Regions from separate parts of the Hordeum vulgare genome. Here region 2 is linked to region 1. The links are chromatin contacts, called in public Hi-C maps. All regions are on one chromosome and are shown on one strand. The core of a region is the stretch at or near the end of the contact, and the rest is flanking DNA. Distances in the headings are between cores, read along the strand shown.

Evidence for each region. Hi-C and Micro-C count contacts between places; a contact is called where the count stands out from the background.
Region 2: a contact with region 1 is called in a Hi-C map of leaf, with 8 times the contacts expected there. The contact joins the promoter of LOC123425358 here to the promoter of LOC123425355 in region 1. A contact is called at or near these places in 3 of 6 Hi-C or Micro-C datasets (leaf and seedling) and 1 of 1 datasets of contacts at active chromatin or transcription factors (embryo).

What each region holds. Positions count from the first base shown.
Region 1 is chr2H:103,623,796-103,629,301 of MorexV3_pseudomolecules_assembly, forward strand. It overlaps LOC123425355 (PHD finger protein ALFIN-LIKE 9-like), which reads right to left and starts at 3,426. Exons shown (of 5, transcript XM_045109040.1): 1 at 3,231-3,426; 2 at 3,034-3,066; 3 at 1-75. The coding sequence starts at 3,321.
Region 2 is chr2H:104,045,271-104,050,974 of MorexV3_pseudomolecules_assembly, forward strand. LOC123425358 (nuclear transcription factor Y subunit A-7-like) reads left to right here and starts at 2,557. Exons shown (of 8, transcript XM_045109046.1): 1 at 2,557-2,733; 2 at 2,833-2,897; 3 at 5,648-5,704.

The DNA of each region.
Region 1 (5,506 bases), core at 2,176-4,675:
GTGGCACTTCTTCAGCAGGTAAATTTACTTCCCAATTCTCATTGGGAAACCCATAAAGGCACAAATTTTCTTTTTCTGCAAATGAGAACACTGAGTTATGTATGGATGAACTCAGAAGAATATCAAAAGGCTCTCACAGCATTTAGGCTCGCTGTAACTAGATTACCCCACTTAATCATAGATATGTAACTGAAGAAACAAAAATGAAGATGCTCCAAGCTTGAGTTTGAGTTCGCACATAAGATGAAATCATGAAACCTACTTGAAATAAAGGAAAGACACATGTAAACCTACAGAATATTCAATTAAACCACACTCAGGACAACAGAATTCCTAACAAAAGAGGCAGTATATAATACAAGTAATCAAGATGAAGGAGACGGCGTTTTGGCACTCAGGGTCCAGATGAACACCTTATCTGTGCCATCAAACTTATTGTATGGATCTGTGCCAAAAGCAGTGTAGGCAGAGACATAGAGGCATGCAGACGTCAAGTATTGAAGGTCTTGTATGGACTGGAGGAGTGCGCCAGGCCCGCGTACAAATGGCAGAGTTTTGAATCTCACCATCTATGTTGGTGAGCTAGACTGCAGATCCGACATGACCGATGGTACATGAAACGACGAACTGTCTGTACCATGGTACACAAAATTTCGCTGAGTCAGCATTTTTTGAAGGGAAGGGAAGTCAGTCATGATAATCCCAATTTGTCATTAAAACAGCATGTCTGCATGTAGCTAAGTCCATCATCATGAGGTGTTGCCTGTTTTGCATTGCTGTCTCAAACGTGTTGTGTTCACCCTGCATTAGTGTGTGCTTTGTTTACTGTTTAGATAAGCCACGACACATATCCGAGGGATTGTCGTGACTCGTGAGTCTCGGGCAACTAGTTTGGGGTGGATGTCTGTTACGACTGAATAAAAGGAAGAAGATGCACAAAAAGTTAACACATCAGAAAATTTGCAGTGTCCCGTGTTCTTTCAAGTGGTCGCATGAATTTCCCCGTGTGGCTGCATCGACCATTTGTGTTCATAGTGTGAATTGATGCTGGCCTGAAACTAACACTCCTTATGAGAGTTGATGTGCGGCTACAATCATGGGACCACCTTGCCTCCTGGGTACCTCGCAAGGAGGAAGACGAGCAGGTCATGGATCTGGTGGAAGTTTTTGGTTCACTGAGCAGATAGGACAGGCGTAGTTAATGGCTGCTCCCGAGCCAGTGGCACATAATTTGTGGCCACGCTTCATGTACTTATTATTACTGGACAGACATGGGTGAGGTTACTGTACCTTACAGTCAACATAATCTGAGATACAGATGAGCATTCAACCGCTAGCAGGAATGTCAGCACTGCCCATTGGTCGTGACATCTAGTGTATCTAGACCTGAGAGCCAAACTGAATATCTGGGTGAATAAGAGCTATAAAAAGTAGCTAAGGCTCCAATCATTACCAAGCCCCAAAAAAACTTGAGAAGAGCATGAAAGATCAAGTCATTTACAGCATGAAAAAGACACGATTTGATCAAGATAGTACTTAACCGTGTTATGGGCTTAGGAAGGGAAGTCAGCACACTGAAAAAAGGCAAATCCCATATGATTGACGTAACCAGTCCATTACAGGAGAATAGACATATTGGATTCCTCTGTTAACGGGATAAAGTTCCCGTTGAGATTTTTCTTGTATTTGGCACACTATGTATGCCGAATGACACCTCACGATGATTGCACTAACCACCATTCAGATTCATTTTGATCCAACCCTACAGCATTTTGCGGATGAATCATACATAAGCCCATTCAATTCACCGTGTTACACTCCTAGGCTGCTAGAGAATTAAGGATGCTCTCTTGGTCTCCTCCATATTCATAGTAAGTTCCTCAGAAGAATCCAATGGTTACAAGCTGCAATGGAACCATTCCAGCCAGCACACTATGCTGCACAGAGGGCAGCAGATGCATTGAAGAACAAAGAAGGGGGAAAGGGTGATGACAGGTCTTTGTTAGGGGTGCAAATTTACAAAGCATTATACTGTAGAATGCAATGCTAGGCAGTCCTCCACCACCAAAACACTGAAGGAACCAACATCACTGTTCTTTGCCCTATGCAACAGTAGGACTGTACACACACTGGTAGGCAGCAAGCAGCAAAGAACGGCAAGTCCTACTCCTATCATTGTAGTCTGCCAGTCCTTGAAAGTCAAGAACTGCAACAATCATTATTAGGGCAGAAGAATCACACCCCACCAACCAAGCAGGACCCAGTAATGCTGAACCCAATAAACCAAACTCACATACGCACCAGCCAACTAGCAGCCCACCACCGCTCCCAACGGCCAGTGCCACCTTTTCTACTACTACCAAGATAAGTACTCCCTCCATTCGGAAATACGTACTTATCATAGGAATGGATGTATCTAAATGTATTTTAGTTTAGATACATCCATTTTTATCAATTTGTGTGATAAGTATTTCGGGGGCCGAAGGAGTAGCTCCCAAAGGTGGAAGCTTTCAGCAGGAAGTGACACTGACGAATTCATTGACCACTCAGCCTATAGGGCAGCACGGCCAAGCATGTTGAATGATCTGAGCCATCCGTTTCCGGCCATCCGACTGCTGAGGCCCACGTCACAGTCTACCTCCACAGGAAACTCGTTATTAAATCCAACAGTTAAGGCCCTCTGCTCGACATTCAGAGGGCTTCACGCACCGTGCATATTCTATTGCTAGTTCTTCGATCCATGGATAAGTACTAAAACTGCGGGAAGGACTCGAAATAAAGTGGAGATTAGTCTGTTAACTCTTCAGTATTCAGGGTAACACTCAGCTAAGCAGGTTCAGATGAAGAGGCGCATCGGTTATTTTCTAAGGAACTCCACTAAAACTCATCTCTAATTAGTAATTATAATCACGCTAAATGGTACTTAATTAAGTGCGGAGATTACGGAAGGATAATAATACATCAAAATCTGCACGGAAAGAGCAGCGAAGAACAGCAGGGCAGACAGACGGACAGGCGCGAGAATTCACTCACCCGGGTCGCATTGCCGGAAGAAATTCTCCACATCTGCAGCGTGAAACAAGAAACAAGAAACAAAACAGTCAGGAGACCAGCCGAGGAGCACAGACGGGGTGAAAATCCCATGGAACGGCGGCGAAATTCGGAAAGCTCGAATCTTCGGCGGCCAAAAGGAGAAACCCAATCTGGCGAGCGAATCTGCGGCGACCTACCGGTGGTGAGCGCGCGGGCGAGGCCGTTGCGGCGGCCCTTGTAGTCCCGGAAGACCTCCTCCACCGTCCTGGGGTTGTACTGCGCGTCCATTGGTAGCCGCAGAGGAGAGGATTCGAGTGGCGCGGGGAGGGAGGGGGGACGGGGGAGCGGAGGGGATGGGCACTGTGCTCGTGGTTTTATTTTGACGTCTTCGGGGCAGCATCTCTTTTTTTTTAGGGAGGTTTTAAAAGAGGAGTGAGGGGCGGACGCCAAGGGTGGGACTGCGACTTAAGTGGATTGGAGAGCACGGCGGACGTGTCCGTGCGGGTGGGGCCCACCGCCCGTGGGACGCCCATCCGTCGAATGGATACGTGTATCTTTTTCTTGTGGGCGGGTTGCGTCAGCGCCCGTCTCTTCTTGCGCATTTTTACGCTCCTGTTTTGGTTTTTTCTCGACTTTTTTGTTTCTTCTTCGGGCCGCTCTACGCGTCCGTCACGTGAAGAATAGAAGAAGAGAGGAAGAGCAAATGATGAAATCGTTGTCTCATTGATTGAAGATGTGGGTATATATATCTCAGTATAAAGACGGTTACAAGGAGCAGTTGCTAAACTAAAGCAACCGACATAGCAGGGATTATCCCTTAATTAATGTATTTAATTAATTCCTAACACTCCTCCTAATCAATGCTTGTCTTTATAATATATATCATGTTCATAAAGACTCCTCCTTGTATGTGTTTGCCTTCGAGAATGTTCATCATCTTCATTATGAGAAATCGTTGTATAATCTTTAAAGTCTCCTCCAAAAACCCTGCGGGAAAAATATGAGGAGAATAGTGTAGATATGTTGCTAAAACTCCTTTAAACCCTGTGGGAAAAATAAGGAGAAAATGATACAACATATAATGATTATTGTCTCGTGATAACTCATTTGAGAAAACCTTTGTAGAAGGAGAAAACTCATCTTTGAGTTTAGAGAACAATAAATATGTCTTGAGTACTTCCTTTAAAAACCCCGATATGGAAAATAGAAAGTATAACATATGATCTTTGAGAAGATATTGCCTCATTAAAGACCATCATGAGAAACTTCGAGAGAAAACTCATAAAGGAAAAGAGTGCATTTCACATGCCATTGAAAAACTCCTTTAAAACCCAGTGTGAAAAATATAAGGAGAAAATGATATGGCATATATAGATACTTGTGTTTATATTATCTCATTAAAAACCTTTTATGAGAAACCGTTAGGAAAAACTCATCAAGGGAAAAAGAGTACAATATATGCAATTTGATGATTGTTAATAGGTTATAGTCTGGGAGATTACTCCCCCTGAACTTTGCAAATATGGAGTATGTCTCATACCAATGCCATTGACATGAGATTGTGTATAATCTGTTGGATTATCACAATATTTTGTTTGCAAATTATTTCCTCAACTTTCTATAATCCAGAGGATAAGTAATTTCTGAGCAATGTGATTTATGATATTGCTCTTCATATAACATGTAGGTATTGAGTAACACAAGTGGAAGTATCTTGATAAATCAAGTAATGTAATTCTGATGAATCTCAACCACATGATTTTGAGTGTGGTTAATCATTCTGCCAAATCATGCATATTTTGCAATGCTTTTAGATAAAGCAATTATGTTAGAATGATAATTGGAAATAACCATTAAAATCCATTTATATGACTTTCATGTGAAGGCTATTCCAGCAAATTCAGTCATTGATATGGCGTCACTGGGATCAAATAAAAAGCCAATATCATTACATCATATCATGGTCATATCTTCTATTTCCTGATGAAAATATCCAAGATTTACTGTAATCTTCAGATATAAGATGATAGTACTTATATCAACCATATACCTTTTGTTGGGGTTGCACTCCGAATAAAGATAGCAAATATAGTGTCAGGCCTGACGTAGTTTCCAAGTATACGAGTGCTTTGACATTAGTGAAATATATAACTTCAGGTCCTAGTATCACTTCAGTATCACCCCTAGGTATGAATGGATTTGTACCTTATCAAAGGTAGTATGACCATACATGTCTTTTGTTGATATGATATATCCAAATTGAACTTCTCATATATGTTTTGGATATATGTAGACTGATATGTATTCTTTGAGAGAATGCTGAAGTTGTAAACTTAAGCTAAATTTGGTTGAATCCAAATTTTCCGTCTTGAGATGATTTTATGTATGTTTAGGTCTTATAGAGACATTGATGACGAAATCATCAATATACACACAGGTGATGTAAGGAAAGCAAATTTTGGGATTCCTTTAT
Region 2 (5,704 bases), core at 1,307-3,806, 420 kb after region 1:
TCATCTACCAAGTATCTAGGGTAGTTCCCTTCAGTGACCGTTCCCCTCATTATAGCAGGACCTGGATGACCATATTGGCTCCTACATATTCTACGAAGATCTCTATTGGTTGAACCTCTATGTCAAGGATTCAGTTAATCTCGTATGCTGTTCCCTTTGTCCTTCGGTATGTTACTTGCCCGAGATTCGATCGTCGGTATCTCCATACATAGTTCAATCTCGTTACCGGCAAGTCTCTTTACTCGTTCCATAATACAAGATCACGTGCCTAACTCCTTAGTCACATTGCTTGCAAGGCTTGTTATGATGTTGTATTATCGAGTGGGCCCCGAGATACCTATCCGTCACATGGAGTGACAAATCCCAGTCTTGATCCATGCCAACCCAACAAACACCATCGGAGATACATGTAGAGCACCTTTATTGTCACTCACTTATGTTGCGACGTTTGATACACACAAGGTATTCCTTCGGTATCCGGAAGTTACATGATCTCATGGTCATAGGACACACATACATTGACATGCAGAAAACAGTAGCAATAAACTCACACGATCATATGCTATGTTCATAGTTTGGGTTTTGTCCATCACATCATTCTCCTAATGATGTGATTCCATTATCAAGTGACAACACTTGTCTATGGCCAGGAAACCTTGACCATCTTTGATCAACGAGCTAGTCAACTAGAGGCTCACTAGGGACGGTGTGTTGTCTATGTATCCACACATGTATTTGAGTTTCCAATCAATACAATTCCAGCAGGGATAATAAACGATTATCACGAACAAGAAAATATAATAATAACCAATTTATTATTACCTCTTTGGCATATTTCCAACATATTATATATTTTTCCTATATTGTGCTTCGTCGAGCTGTCCTCTGGGTTTCAACAAGAACCAACTATATAGCTCGTGTGCACAGGATCTCCAGGCCGCGTGTGCATGGGCCAGTCAATACTCTCATGGACATCCAATGTGCACGAGGGTCTTGACGCGAAACCTACATGGCATCCTATGCGCATGGGGTGGTGTTTTCGCCCCTGGACACCCCGTGCATGATAGAACACATATAGCTCCAGATTTTTACACATAAAAAGGTTACATCATAATAGTCGCGTGACACTCCTTATTTCTCATTGGTAGCGGCTCAATAGTGGGGTCTGAAATAGTTTTCGTCTCCATGATGATATGTGATATCCTAGCGCACCCGAGTTGTTGATAACTGCGACAATAAATCAAAACTGATGACCATGTGATCATCTACATGAGGCTAGTCTCATCAAAAGGAGGAGAGACCATAAATTATTGTCCCTTATAATTTGCTAACGGCGCAAGCACTCTAACATGTATAATAATTTTATTTTAGAAACACCATATTTTGTTTGATTTGAATTCACTACGATGAGAAGATACATAAATATCACAAGTCAATTATTAAAGGCCTTTTTGTTTCAGCTAAGCTTAGGCAAAGTGTGGCTAACAGAATGACCATCACAAGTGTGATCAGATCACAAGTGTGATCAGATTTAACAAAACATTGAGTCAAACATGTGAAAGTATAACTAAAAAATGTGGCAAATCACAAATATGACAATGAATCAAACACATGTTTAAGATATAGTGTCACGATTAAAGTTAGACGTGACAACCTTAAACTGGAAACCAATCATGCCCTAAAGGCATATGAATTTACACTTCTAACATTTTTGTTCGGAGAGGGCATACCACGTCCTCGGTATTGTTTCCAAATCCACATAAAACATTGCAATGGTTAAAAGATTGACACGTTGTTTGAATTTGAGATGCATATCAATAATGGAAACAATTCATATATCTACATGATCGATGCACAATACTTCCTCCTTTCGATATTTGTGGAAGAAATGAATGTATCTAGATGTATTTTAGTTTTAGATACATCTGTTTTTACGACAAGTAATTTCGAACGGAGAGTATTAAGTATATTTTAGCTTGAAGATACACCCATAAAACCAACATGCTACATAAAAGATTGTCAACTTAGTGATCATTTGCGAACCAACTTATGATTCGATGCAATGGCGAATCTAAGGGCGTGCTTCAACAGGCTTGAGCCCCCTTCTAAAAATGTAAAAACTAAATTTAGGTATATTCATCATAAAAAATTTAATACTATTTAAATTAAAAACTGAGAGTTAGTGTTTTTTTTCACACAGCTAACATTGAGTCCCTCCTTCATTTTCTTTCAAGATTCGTCATTGTTGAATGGTTAGGAGAACAATGCTATATGTTGTCCATCAAATCTCAAGTCATATATTTGACATTGATGGCCGTATTTTTCTAGATTATTATTCCAGGCCTTCTGACGACTCAGTCTCCTAAATGTGTTCATAATAGGATATGCGTGCGTTCATAGAAATGAATGTATGCTCATGACTTTCATTGTAACGTTTTGAAAGAAAAACTAGCGATCATCAAATTCTTGGTGCACCCATCAATATTTGAGGTTGGTGACGTGACACTAGTGGACAGAAGGCCATTTATTCCCAGAAAGAAAAAAAAAAGAAAAGAAACGGTAGGTCGCATATTTGGCAGCTAGAGGAGAGTGACAGTCCCCTCCTCGTCTTCTTGATCCTTCGTGCTTCCGCTTTCGCTTCTCGCCTTCTCCGCCCATAATCTTTCTCGGTCCAAGGAAGATTCCACCGGACAGGGCCAGAGGAGAGGATCTCGAAGGGAGAATTCGGGGGAGGTGAGTGACTGCCTGACTGCTCTCCCGCCCCCCTCCTAGAAATCCCCAATCGTGTTCTTGCATGCACCGCCCTGGCAAAATCGTTCTCATCTGTTTCAGTTTCCTGGAGTGGCTTCTTGGTTCTTGATTCCGTCATGCCGTACTCTTACTCTGCAGCCCGTTTGGTACGCTTCTTGCGCCTCGTGATTTTTTCCCCCGTTTGGTTGGTTTCGTGGCCTGCCTCTCGGAAAATTGGGGCCCTTTTGTGAGATTCTTGGCTGGCGTTGCTTGAGGGGGGAGCGTTGGTCTGCTTATTTTGGTCACTGTATTACTCGTGTTTCCTAGGAAGTCCCAGAAGTGTTTGGATTTTCCTTCTGCAGGAATTGTTGGGATGCAGCTAGATTCTGCGTGAGTTGTGACGATTTCTGACGATTGACAGTGACAGGAAAACAGATGCTAGTTCATATGGACTGTGTCTGACTAAGCCTTTGTTGGGTTTGATTGGGGAAAATTTCAAGGAAATTCCAGACACTCCTCGGAATTCTGGGGTTGGAATTTTGGACCCAGCATCGTCCAGCAAAAGTAGTCTAGGATTTCTTTTGGTGTTCTGCATGCTATAGGTGCAATCTGATGCTGAAGTAGAGCTAGTGCTAGGAAGAAAACGGACGTTTATTCAAGGTAGGTTTATTCAGCCTAAATCTGAAAGAACCCGAATGGGAGATAACACGCCTTGCTTGACAGCAAGTACACCTTCTATTCAAATGTTGGACAATTCCATTGGAAATGGACGACTGTAAGTTATTGCTTTTCGCATGTGTTGTACCTAAATTTGGAAATAAAGCGCACTGTAGTGTGTTGTGTTTATCTTTTTATGTTGGTTCTCGGATAATGCTAATTAGGCTAGATACGTCCAATTTCTAGATATGCTGGACATTCCTGCTTGCTCCCTTGGATCAGGCAGCTCTTGATTGTATGCATGACTGCTTGTGGCAGGATGCCGTTTATTTGTTGCAATGTTTCTTTTTCTAGAGCTTTGTATCAACATTTGTGATTCTGACATTGCCAATTATCTATTTCACGATCCACTGAGCCGCCTCCTCCTCCCGTAACCCTAGCCGCCGCCTCCCGTAGCCCCCCCCCCCCCCCCCCTAACCCCCTCCCGTCACCCCCGTGGGTGACCAGGGGGTAACCCTAGCCGCCGCCGTCGGTCCTCCCTCACTCCTCCTTCATCCTCGCCGCCGGGCGAAGCCTGGCCGGCAGGGACGGCGGCGGGGATCCTCTCCCCTTCACGCGACATGGCTGGCGCTGGACGACCGTTCGTGAGGAGGCGCCGGACTAGCACGCGGTGCGGGGGCGCTGCATGTGGATCCTAGCGGCGGCGTGCGGAGCGCGTCAACGACTGGGGTTCGTCCTTGTGGCGCGGTGTGGCGGCTGCGAGAGGGGCAAGACATGGTGGTCGCGTGCGTCGTCGAGTTCGGGTCAGATCCTTCTGGATCCGGCGCCCAGACGCCGTCGGCCAGCGCAGGGTGGTGGTACTCGTCACTGTTCAGATTGGATCTTCATTGATCCAGATACCCGCGGTGTGCTTCTCTCCTGCGGTTTCTTGGTGTTGCTGGCGTGCCCGCGGATGAAGCTGGTGGAGGAGATTCAGATAAGGGGAAACCCATTGGTCGGCCCTGGCCGGCCGCGCCGCCGCCGATGCTCAAGGGCGCCGTTTTTCTTCTTGGAGACGTCGGTCTACGTCTGCTCCTCCACTTCCTACCTCACTGCCTCTTGGGTGAAAACCCTAACTCCGGTGGGCGGCGGCGGCGTCCTTGACGTCGTGACCTTCCTGAAGGCGTCGCCTTGAGGGCTGAGTGGTGGTGGCACTATGTGGGTCATGGACAGTTGCTGGTGGTGGGCATTGCTTCGAAGGAAACCCTAAGATCTGACTTTCCAGATCGAACGACGGCGGTACTGTGGTGCCGTTTCTCTCTTGGGAGCATCGTTTGTGGAGCAGCGCTGGATGACAGAGGCAGGAGATGGAGCGGCTTTGTCTGGCCCGAAGATTTGGTGGAACTATCAAGTCATGCATGGCCGACAGGTGCTACGCTGAGTCATGCCTGGTTGGTAGGTGCTACGCACGACAGTTCTTCCAGAATCTTCGTGTCTGGACGAATGAGCGCAGGGCGGTGGCGCTGTTTGGCGTCGTGGCGGCGTCGATCATCTTGCACGGAGCTTTCGTTGGAGATGTCAAGTCATGCCTGGCCGACAGGTGCTACGCTGTGTCATGCCTGGCCGGCAGGTGCTACGCACGACAGATCTTCCAGAATCTTCGCGTCTGGATTGACGAGTCGTGGTGGCGTCGACGGATGGACGGACTGACAAGGATGATACAGATCTCTCTCCTGAAGATGGGTTAGCGGCCTAATGATGATGGCGGCATCTAAAACGTGTGCATGTGGTGTACGCTTTAGGTCTGCTGCACCGGCTGTGGGTTCCGATACGTTATGTGGATGTATCGGTGACGGCACCGGTTTTAGATATGGGGAGTGAGAGCACTCCACATTATCGAGTTTTGTAGGTGTGAGTGGTGGCTTCAGATGGTTTGATGTATGTTCTTGTTAGACCTATGTTGAATAATTAATAAAAATGGTCGTATGCATCGATTGATGCAGAGGCCGGGGGTTTGAACCTCCTTTTCTAATTTTTTTTTTATCTATTTCAGATGTTCATACATATATGTGACTGTTCGTCTGGTGTGTTATAATATTGATTGCCTAATGAACTGCAAGTGATTATGGATAAATCAAACTCTTGTTTAATGATTATAAACAAGGTGATAGGGGTTGCCGTTGACAACTCTCTTTTTACCATGTTTAATTTAATGTTGGCAATATATCATGAAGGTTGTTTAAGGCGCAATTTCAACTAAGCTAATTAGAAATTCCTGCAGAGAAATGTTGATTGGAGCTAAGTGATACCGTCATATAACGCTAAAACTTGTGCGTAC